2 separate regions of the Zea mays genome follow, and region 2 is linked to region 1. A link is a contact called in public Hi-C data. All regions are on one chromosome and are shown on one strand. Each heading gives the region's core, a stretch centred on a gene start, on an enhancer-like site or on the middle of the called end of the contact. The rest is flanking DNA. Distances are from core to core; before and after follow the strand shown.

Region 1 (5,720 bases), core at 1,141-3,640:
TCTGTCTACTATTTCGCTACCATGTTCAAATGTATCGTAGATGATTGTTTTTCTTTCATCTGGCTATAACTTGCATGTTTGCTTTTTTGTATGACCAATTCCGAAACCGCAGCCCTACTACAAAATGAGTTCGATGCGTCAAGCTGCAATCACAATAGATGTTTTGAGTACAAAAAAAAAAGAAACAATATGGGTCTGATGCTCGGTTTAAATTAACAGTCATCCTCCTCTAAACAGGTCCAGGAGTCCAGCCTAAGGACACAGCTCATACAACAGACAGAGTGAGCAGGTTAAGGTCCTGTATGTATTTCTGACTAGGAAGATTAGAGGTAAACACCATTCATTAGTTTCAGTGACTGTGCGGTGCATATGTGTATCTTTGATGCCGTTTTTTTTCTCTCTCCTTTTTTTGTACTTAGTAGGTAGCCCATATTTCTTTGCATTTCTACTCCCCCATGTTCTTTTGTGTTCGAACAACTTACATGGAAGAGAAGGGAAGCAACACGAAATCATGGATTTCCATGACAAAGGTGCCAGTGTGGTCTTTTATTGCATCCTAGACCAATGCAATGCGCCCAAAAACTGAAAGCTTTGTTGTAAGCTGTAAACCTTAGCAGTTATGTGTCCTTAAGTGTAATGCCTTTAGATGTATCTTTCTTAGATCCGCCATCTCCTTAGAACTAGAGGCTCCAGTTAACAGGTTACTCACTATCATTGCTGGTTTCAAATCTAAGCAAAGGGGGCGACCAGAATCTTCTAACCGACACTTCAGAGTAGACAACAGTCATCCAATACTGACCTATTCAAATTTGTTACCGCCGGTACTCAGAGAGTGAACCATTACCATTTATGTTATATTTTATGCGGTAGAATGAGACTGGCTGGTTTAGGCCTCAGGACACCATTGTGAACTGTTTAGGCTGATGGGAAGCTCCTATTAATTCTCGGTCATCTTTTAGCTTCGGCTATGTATTTTACTGTATTGATCGTACCCTTTGGTGCAGTCACCATTCTGTCAGGAGCTCTACTTTGAGGGATCTCATCTGTCCTTTTTCCCTCTACCTGGCTCAATCACACAATGAAATGGTCAAATGGAAATGCACGTACAAGTTTTTTTTTTCTCAGACCTTATTATTATTATTATTATTATTATTATTATTATTATTATTATTATTATTATTATTATTATTATTATTAAGGGAAGGAGCACGTGTAATTGTCGGTTGGTGACACGCTGACACTCCAAGCTAAGCTAGCTAGCTATGCCTCCTCCCTCTCATCACAGTACACTCACACGTAGCCGCCGTTGACTCGGATGACCTGCCCGTTGATCCAGCCGGCGGCGTCGGTGCACAGGAACCCCACCACGGGCGCCACGTCCGCTGGCTCGGCGAGCCTCCCCATGGGGCACTCGCGCGCGGCGGCGGCCACGCGCTCCTCCGATTTGCCCGCGTAGAACATGGGCGTGGCCACGGGGCCCGGCGCCACGGCGTTGGCCGTGATCCCCATCCCTCCGAGCTCCTTGGCCAGCACCTTTGTCATGGCCTCCACGGCCGCCTTGCTGGCCACGTACGCGCCGTACCCGGGCCGCAGCGACCCCACGTTGGAGGACGAGAGGGTGACGATGCGGCCCGCGCCGCCGCGCGCCAGCCGCCGCGCCGCCTCCCGGCAGCACAGGAACGTGCCGCGCGTGTTCACGCCGAACGCGAGGTCCCACTGCTCGGGCGACGTGTCCGCGATCCGCGGGTACGTCGCGTCCTGCACCCCCGCCGCGGCCACCAGCACGTGCAGCTCCGGCCCGAACGCCGCCTCCGCCGCGTCGAACAGCCGCGCCACCTGCGCCGGGTCCGACACGTCCGCTGCCACCGCCACGGCGCGCGGGTCGCTGTTGCCTGCCGGCGAGGAGTTGTTGAGGGCCGCCACGAGCTGGTCCGCGGGGGCCGGGTCGCCGATGAAGCCGACCACGACGCGGGCGCCCAGGGACGCCAGGTGCGCGGCCACCGCCGAGCCGATGCCCCCGGCGCCTCCTGTCACGATGGCCACCCGGCCGGCGAGAGGCTCGTGGGCTGGATGCGCATCTGCCTGTGGGAACATGCTGCTGCTGCTGCCTGGATCGGCCGTGTGCAAAGCGCGGAGCAGTTTTTTTTTATTTATAAACAAAAACAGAACGCTACCGTACCTGCATGTCCGACGCCGGTGGGGTAGTATCATTCGATCGCCTTGCAGCTTGCATTGGTGCTGCTGTACCGCCCATGCTACAGCTACAGGTACAGGGGACCTCGTGGCCTCGAGAAAACTACTTTCCTACTGCTCTGGACCTCGTGACCTCGACGCATGTCTGTGTCGTGTCGTGTGTCTGTCTCCAGCGACCAAATATCCTGTGTCCGTATACACCCCAACTTTGCAGGATAAAGCCATAAGCCTAGTTTAGAAGCCACAGAATCGGAGAGGATTGGATGGCTAAAATTTCCTTCTTATTTAAAATTAAATAAGAAGAAGATTATAGCCTTCCCAATTCCCTCATATTTTCTAGCTCCCAAATTAACGCTAAAGGTATGTTTGGGAGCAAACATGTAAGAGGAGATTAGATAGGCCAAAAAATAATGACTGATCTTTATTATTTTATTATTGGGTGTTCCTCTCGTGCCTTATTATATAATGGATTATATTTTTTCGCGATGCTCTTTAGCCAGATATTGTACCAATGTCGCTGGTGTCCTCATATCTAAAGATGCCAATGGCCTCGATCTCCGATTCTCTGTGGGAAATTTTTCTATTAGAGAATAAGGATGAAGAAGTTTTTAGAGAACGATGATGGGGAAGTTTTTTTTCTTGAAAATATAGGAATTCTTTAAAAATATGGTTACCAAACTAATCCCAATTGCACAGGGTAAAAGTATGTTTAGAAGCAAAAATAGCATAGACGATTAGAGGGATCAAAATCCTCTTGCTATTGTAAGGATAGAGTTTTTTTATATTTTTCCACCTTTGGCGTACAAAACATAAACCACTTGTCATAAAATATATAATGTCATTATCTTTTTCAAAACTTTAATCACTCGTTTTATTAAAAAGAAATCATTAGTTATTACTTACTATTTTTAATTGTTTTATCATTTAAAGATTGTTTGAGCGTAATAAATTTTGAAATTTCCAAATAAATATTTTATATAAAATGAGTGCTGAAAGCTTTTTAAAGTATACTTATGAACGGAGAGAGTATTATTTTTATAATCTATTGAAGAATTAAATGAGAGATAATATAATCTCATTTATAACCTAATGTGAGAACATGATGCTACCACAGTTTCACCCTCCGTGTTGACACTCTGAGTCCACCTACCACACCGCATAAAAAAATAGTGCAGAGCGAGCACTGAAACTCACACCCTGCTCTAGAATTGTGGGGCTAACCACCAGATCACAAATACCTTAATGTTTAGAAACTAACAATAATTATATTTGAATAAATATCTCAATATCTATTTATATGATATATAATAACTGTAGCAAAGCACGGGCTACTGGCTAGTAAATACTAGAAGGTTATACTGTACCATTACAGATGTGCTTGTGTGCTATTTTCTGGACCGTGAGGAGGGACGAGGGATATTGGTGCTAATCCACGTTGATTTTGAACATTTACTGCTCAACAAGCACTACTACTATTATGTAACAATCCAAATCCAGGCCTGTTCGATTAAAAGTCTTAGGGGCGTTTGACAAAGTCCCTGTAACTCTACTTCCTGCGAGAAGAATAACTCACGTAGAGCTAAACGGTAAAAATCTAAACTATTTTATAGTGGGGGGTGCATTGAATAGTCTCTATTTTGTACTATAAAGTAGGAGAAAAAAAACTACTTCCCATTGTTCCTAGCCCGCTCTTCACTCTCTAACCTCTCAGAAATCACTTCATAGCCTATTTGACAAACGATTTTTGTCAAACAGATTCACTTTTGCTAAAGAATCACTCGAAATCACTCTATTAGAGAATCGGCTCTCGGAGTTAGAGAATCATAGAGCAGAGCTCTGCCAAACGAGCCCTTAGTAATAAAATTGAATAAGCCTTAATGGGTGACCATGGTCCCTCTTTGGTCTTAATGATATACTCATATTCATAAAAGAATGCAACTATGAATTGTAATTACTCCCTCTTTTCCAAATTACAATCCGTTTTATTTTTTACACTAAGTTTAACCGGTTTGTATTATTCAAAAAATCATAATTATTATTAATTTTGTTGTGATATTATTTAGTCTCTAATAGACTTTAAGTATTATGGCTTTGATTTTTTTATTTTTTTCGCAAAAAAAATAAATAAGACGAGACGTTCAAACTTGCTAAAAAAGTCAAACAAATTATAAATCAGGACAGAAGTATAAGTTTAATTAAATTTATAGCAAATAATATTAGCATTTATATCTTCAAATAAATCCTATAACTAATCTAATAGTACTTAATTTGTCTTATGAATGCTTATACTATTTACATATAAATTTAGCTAAGGCCTAGGGCATGTTTGGCAACAATGTTTTTTAAACTAAGGTTTTACAATACTGTACTTTGCAATTATCATGATAATACTTTTTTTAACCAGCTCCACAAATATCATGGTTTTGAGAAATATTGTTTGGATACAACATTGTAAACCATGTTATTAGGTAAAAGCTAGCAATGCCATAAAAACTTTGGGTTGGAGTGAAGTTTTCAATACTCAAAAAAAAATACCATGGTATCTAAAATACAATGGTTTTAAAAACATATCTTTCAGGATTGTAAACAAACATCTTATGGCATAAAATACTATGGTATCATTAAATCATTGTATTACCTAAAAACTATAAAAAAAATTTACTTCTAAACAAGCACTTGGACTATTTGATTCATTGAAAGAGAAATATATTCTTTTTTATAACAGATGGAGGATAGCAAAAGATTGTGCCATAGCTCACTTCAAATGATGGCCTGACCAAAGTGCCAACTCTATTTCCTGCCTACAATAATACACGATTGATCAAAAAAACGCTGAAGTTCCTTCTTTCCGCAGCGAATCAAAAATGCACTGTACTACTATAATTTGTAATGGTAGGGTGCATGCATTGCTGTCTTCATGACTGATCTTCATTATTTTATTATTGGGTGTGCCTCTCGTGCCTTGTTATATATATATAATGGATTATATTTTTTTTCCCGATGCTCTTTAGCCAGGTATTGTACCAATGTCGCTGGTGTCCTCCTGTCTAAAGATGCCAATGGCCCCGATCACGATTCTCTGTGAGAAAATTTTCTATTATTTGGTGTGGCTCTCGTGCCTTGTTATTATAATGGACTGTATTTTTCCCCCCGGCTACTTAGCCAGATACTGTACCTATGTATACTGGGGGCCAGGCCACCCATGCTGAAGGAATGTATTAAAGCCCGGCCCCCACTAGAAAAGAACACTTCGTCATGTGTTTTGAATCTTGTCAAGATGGCAACTTGTTGCTTCAACAAAACAAAATTTGGAGTCAGTAACCATGTACCTGCCAAAATGTGGTATCTTTTTTTTTCTGTGCTTAATCCACCGACACAAATGGAGGAACTACCTACTCCAATATGATGCGTGACGCACAACGTATCTTCGTTCTGTTTGGAGGATCGACATTGCTTCCATCTTTTTGTGTCATGTTTCTGTTGGGACGCCGGCCATTTGGATCTTTAGAATTTTTTTTAAAAAAATC
Region 2 (5,846 bases), core at 776-3,275, 450 kb before region 1:
AATGTTTTTGTATCGGTTCATTAGTCAAGGTTGTGCAGAACTGTAAGGTAATCAAACCCACAAGATCAAATGGATCAAATTTAGAACGTAATGATTGTGTACGAAGTATGTTCTCATGATAAAACATAAAGCTTGACACTGAACATTTTTTTTTCTTGTAATCCTCTTCCTTAGGCTTAGCCCTCTTTCAATTCCTTGAAATGGTACTTGCCTACATTCCTCTCACATGAATTTACGGTCCTAAGAACTAATCAACTACTAGAGTTATTAATGCAGAAATGATCAACTAATGTTAGCTTAATGATTTATACAGTTGCTGCACTTCAGGCTTTGATGAATAATTGGCAAAATGAACCACCGAGCTAGAAAGGTTTAACTGATCTCTGCTACTCTTTTATCAAGTGATTTCTCTTAGCCAACGAATACATTAAGAGATACACACTGATATGTGCCCTGTAAGTAGTTTTCTTGACCAAGTTTCTTATGTTGCTTATCTTTTCTCTTATGGTTGCACTCGTATTTTTATTGTATCTTCAGGCCCTCAGTATATAACAACTAGAGTGAATAATTAGTATGTATTGGGATGATGTGAATGATATAAACACTATTTTAGTAGAGGTAAGTTGGCCAGTTCCCCTAATATAGTTTACGATCTTGTACCACATTTGGTTTGTGTTCTTTTCCAAAATGGCATCAACTGACAACTTATCTTTTCATAGTTTACATCAAGCTTGAAATTTGTGGTACGTGATGAATCAAATATGACCACATGTTTCTCTATACCGCTAGATGCTGATTCCAGGTTTGTTATCTGTGAAAAATGTTATCCACGTTATTTAAAAAAACTATTACTACTGATATTTAATGGTTTCCCTTATTCATTCCTAAATGCAGCATACCTTTTTCACTTGAGGATATTACAAAGACATTGCCAGTCATTGAGGTTGCCGATACGACTTTCTACATTTCATCCATAAAAACCTAGGCTTTGCGTTTTTATTGCAAAGAGGGGAGTAGTTAATTTCTTTCTCATCATGGTGACTTCACCCACCTGTGGATAAGTCGGATTCCAGCTAGCTCAGCACTGACCCCTTCCTCGTATCATGTGTTTACACACGCCTGACTCTCCTGTTGTTAAGCTAGACCAAACCCGTCTCTTGTAGGTCCTGTTGGTGCTGAGGATCCTCTAAAACAACATGTCATCGTCTCAGTTCGAGCCTGTGGTAAGATAAGGAGCGCTGGTAGCCTGATAGCTCTCCATTCTCTGAAGCTAAAGCTTCCTTTTAGCTCATTGTGTATTTGCTCTGCTTTCAAGAGAAGGTTGTTGTCAATGTATGGTCTGACAAGAGCTTTGTCTAGCCAATTGTAGAGCTTGATACCTTGAGACAACCTGGCAAGTGAGTTGCAGCTAACACACATGGATGGACATTTTATTCAAGTGTATCATAAAATTTATTATTGTGTAGAACTTTTTTGCTTATGGTGATGTTTTACACTGCTGCCATACTAATAGTCATGTCCTTGATTCTTTAAATACTTTGATCAAAGCATGTACAAGCCACTGCTACTATCTTAGTTCTTAAAGATATAAGTATGAATACCCTTGAGTAAGTCTAGTTTTGTAAATGGTTGTCTTTGTAGGTCATGTTTTTACTATAGTCGTGCTATACTTGCCTCTGAAAGTGGAGAAAAATTGTGATCATGTATTGTAAAATATCAACGGTATAGTATTCATCATATTTGTTTGAGATTAATGTCATGCTTAGTGTTCATGCCAATAGATAGGTTCGTAGTTAATGATAATATGTATTGTTTGTTTTTATGTAGTTTGTATCGAATAATTTGTATACCTTCGTAACCTACGGACACAAGCTATCTTGCGCACCTGGACTGTTTTCGCGGGCTCCGCCACTCTATCCACGCCTTATTCGTCGCGTCACCGACAGGCGGGGCCAGCGCTCCGTCCCCATGTGTCAGTCAAACCGCGCTGCCTATATCTTGATTCGCATTTCCCCAGGAAAGACACAGGCCGGCCCAGGCGCCCAGCCCGCCTGCCGGCCGATCTAAACGTCCTCCGCTTTCGCCTCCGCCACCGCCGCCTTTCTCGCCTTCGCGCCTCCTCCACCGCCGCCTTTCTCGCCTTCGCGCCTCCTCGACCGCGTCGTCCCGTGATATCGCCTCCCCTGGCAGATTCGCCAATCACATTCGAGCTTCCAGTTGGAGGAGATCGGCTACGTTTCCTGTAGGTTCCAATGGTGCAGCTTCCGGGCTCCAAGAAGCGGCACGCCGAGATGGCCACGGCGGCGACCGTGAAGGCGGAGGTGGAGGGTTTGGGCTGCGGCGATGGTTCTCCTCACAAGCATGTCAAGCCAATGCCGCAGCCGCCGCCGCAGCCGCCACCTCCCGAGGTACATAGACCGGCTACTTGGGCCTTCTTTTTCCTCGCGTCGCTCTGGTTCTGTTCCCGCTTATGACGGCGAGCGATCGGATTTAGGTTTAGTTGTGGCGTACGAGTATGTCTACGAGGTATGCGAGATTGAGGGCTTCTGCACTTGCCGGCTCAGATGCTCGTGCGAGATAGAAGGTGGCGCGGTGAAGTCTGAACGGCCTCATTGCCAATGCAAGCAGGCGCACCTGCAGATGTATGCCGGTTGCCGGAGCCCGCATGCAGAAACACTTGAACTGTATCGTATCGTATCAGGCTTACAAGTTACAAATGCATGTATCACAAATTCACAATGCAGTTCGAAGCTAATATTGAACAAGTTTGCTTGCAAATGTTTTCCTCTTGTCTGGACTGTTGCTTCTCTATTTAAAACCGGAATCGTCATCATCTGACTGTATTTTCTCTGTGGAAAGAGCGAGACGGTGCTGTGGCTGAAGCCGGTGGGCAGGAGCTGCGGGCGATGCAGGCAAGGCAGCTTCGGCTTCGCTAGCCTGCTAGGCTTTGCAGGCCGCCAACATTTTCCTGCTTCATAAATGCAGGTCTCCGTAGGTGTCTGTCAACGCCGTTTTTATGGAAAAAAATTTGGTGCAGGCCGGATGCAAACCAGGGTGTTTACAGCCTCTCACGAAAAGTAGGACACGTCTCACCTGTAAGTCCACCAGATAACGTTTTAGTTGTTGCTGCTGCTGCGGGTGGGGTCTATCCTTTTTTTTAAGAGACTGTAAACACACTGGTTTGCATCCAGGCTGCACCAAATTTTTTTCCGTTTCTGCGGGCAGGCCTAACGGGTAGCAGGCCATCCTGCACCTGATCGCCACTCGTGCTAGTTGTTGTGGTCGGTTCGATGCTGCATTGGTAATATTCAGTTCATGATGCATCGACTTGCTGACACGAAGTGAAATCTTTTCAGCCTTCCAAATGGATATATATTTTCCCACAACGGTGGAAACCGAATTTCATTACCAGAGTAACTTCCCTGTGGTTTGACTACTTTAAACCATGATTGTTGCTTACTTGCTTTGGTCTTTGTCCTGCCTTTGAAGAGGAAGTCTAGAAAACATAAACATTTTATGTATTCTTGGCGTCATAAATTTGTCCAGAACTGTGAGGTACTGAGGTCCTTCTAATTTGTTCAAATCTACTGCACATGATCTAACTTTTCAGGTCCCTTGTGGACAATGTCTGCTAAGTTCTTGGAAGTTCTAAGGTGTTTGCATAAACAACTCATAACAATGCTAATTCATTATATATTCTGTTCAGTATCATTGGTTTGTTCAATTATTATCTAGACTACAGCTGTACAAGGGCCTTAGTTCATTCTCTGATTTACATCTTAACTGGTTGCAGGACTTGCCCTTTGATGTGCTTGATGGACCTAGCCCATTGGGTCTGCGACTAAGAAAAAGTCGATCTCTGGTGGACCTTATTCAATGTAAGCTTTTTCAGGATAAATCTGCCCATGAACAGTTTGATGGGCACAACAATGTTTCTGATACACCCATGAAGAAAGAGGTTAGATCTGGGGCTCCAACAGCTGGTGAACGGATGAAAGCTTCAAATTTTCCTGCAAATGTTTTGAGAATTGGTAGTTGGGAGGTAAAAAATTTCCAGTTTCCTCTTTTTCTAAGAACACGTGAATTTCCAAAGCAACTATTTTGCAGCTTTCCCAAACAACCCACCTTAACACTAATAATATTTCTGAGCAGTACATTTCTCACTACGAAGGTGATTTGGTCGCAAAGTGCTACTTTGCAAAGCATAAGCTTGTTTGGGAGGTCCTACATAATGGTCTCAAGAGTAAGATAGAAATTCAGTGGTCGGACATTATTGCTTTGAAGGCAACCTGCCCAGAGAATGAACAAGAAGGGGTCTTAGATCTAGTGGTAAGTTCTTGAGAATGACGTATTTTGTTTAGTCCTTTGCATCAGTTCTTTTAACAACATCCTGTTTTCTTTTGCAAAGTTGGCTCGCCCGCCACTTTTCTTCAAAGAAACTGATCCTCAGCCAAGGAAACATACACTATGGCAGGCTGCATCAGATTTTACTGATGGACAGGCAAGCTCCAAAAGGTGAAGAACCAGTGCAAAATGCATTTTTCCATGTTGGAAGGCAATGTTCTACATAAAGAAATGTTTTACTGGGGAGATGTGAACTATGCTGGTACTCTGTTTTGTGAACACGTTTAACTTTTTATGTGCATATTGTTTTAGGTACTCAGCTAATATATTAGCTTCCTATTTAGAATTGTTTGCTTGACTTTCATGAATGCTTTTGGTGACTTGCCTTTTATTACATGTCTGTGCTATTATTTTTGTTGTCTACCTAACTACCTAAGGAACTGCGTACTGAAAAGGATTATTGTGCAGGAGACACATCTTGCGGTGCCCCTCGAGTTTGTTAAGCAGGAATTTTGAAAAGCTCATTCAATGTGATCAACGTCTACGTGAATTGAGCCAGCAGCCAGCTGCCATATTGCAAAACCCAGGTTTTGAACCTAAGCGATCTATTTTTCAAAATCCAAATGAATCGAAGGACTGCCTTGATATTGGTGGCTTGAAGTTTGAACATAAAGCTACTTTGCCCAAGTTCACTGCTCCCCTCTCAACACGTGTCTTTTCATCACTGTCCAATAATGTTGGACGACCAATAAACATAGGTAATCAATTCTAGCCACACGATTTAGTTTAGACTACAAGGCTTGTATATGTGATTGTTTTGATATAATCATGTCTAATGCAAGGTGTTTACAGGATTTGGTGCTGGACATTTTGGGGGCAATGTTCCTGAAGAATCAAAGAATTGCAATCAATGGAATCAATTGATAGTGCCTGGATTGGAGGCACTGCAAGGTGATGAAAGGAGTGCAGGTGGTCCTCCTTTGACAACTAACGATGCAATTTCCAAAAAAGCCTGGGAAGATCTTGTTCAACACCTTTTCAGCGACACACCGAGTCTGCCAGCCTTAGATGATAATAATTTGACGTCAAGGGTTGACTCCCTTTACTCGTTGCTTGAGAAAGACACAGCTCCACCCGCCATGCGCGACCCTGAATGCAGTAGTGATGGTGGGGACATCGGCGCAATCCAAGTGGATTCTGATGGCTTTAAGGGGAGGCTCGACCCATCGCCTCCAGGAATTTCCAGAAACGATTCTCTCGATGAGCTGCTTCTGAACCTCCCCAAAATAGCTTCTATTCCACAGTTCTTGTTCAACAGGACAGAAGATTCTGATGAATAAAGCGCGCAGTCAACTTGTGGTCTTCAACCCTAGGACTAAAGCAGCAAATTGTGAATATGAGCAATGAGTCAGCGACGCTAGGATTCTATTCTACTTCTTCCCCGTAGATAATTCAGTAGATTGGTGCAGCAAAAACGTCTGCTCATTATTTCACTAGCTGAG

What was found. A called contact is a pair of places that touch in the nucleus more often than the background predicts.
Region 2: a contact with region 1 is called in a Hi-C map of ear, with 1.9 times the contacts expected there. The contact joins the promoter of LOC103654180 here to the promoter of LOC100277126 in region 1. A contact is called at or near these places in 3 of 25 Hi-C or Micro-C datasets (ear, endosperm and tassel).

What each region holds. Positions count from the first base shown.
Region 1 is chr4:179,126,580-179,132,299 of Zm-B73-REFERENCE-NAM-5.0, reverse strand. LOC100277126 reads right to left here and starts at 2,390. Exons shown (of 1, transcript NM_001150783.2): 1 at 1,173-2,390. The coding sequence starts at 2,094. The coding sequence ends at 1,291. LOC100381621 reads left to right here. Exons shown (of 7, transcript NM_001174438.2): 7 at 238-526. The coding sequence ends at 285.
Region 2 is chr4:179,572,381-179,578,226 of Zm-B73-REFERENCE-NAM-5.0, reverse strand. LOC103654180 reads left to right here and starts at 2,025. Exons shown (of 6, transcript XM_008681008.3): 1 at 2,025-2,408; 2 at 3,794-4,042; 3 at 4,153-4,329; 4 at 4,409-4,515; 5 at 4,813-5,102; 6 at 5,197-5,846. The coding sequence starts at 2,253. The coding sequence ends at 5,684.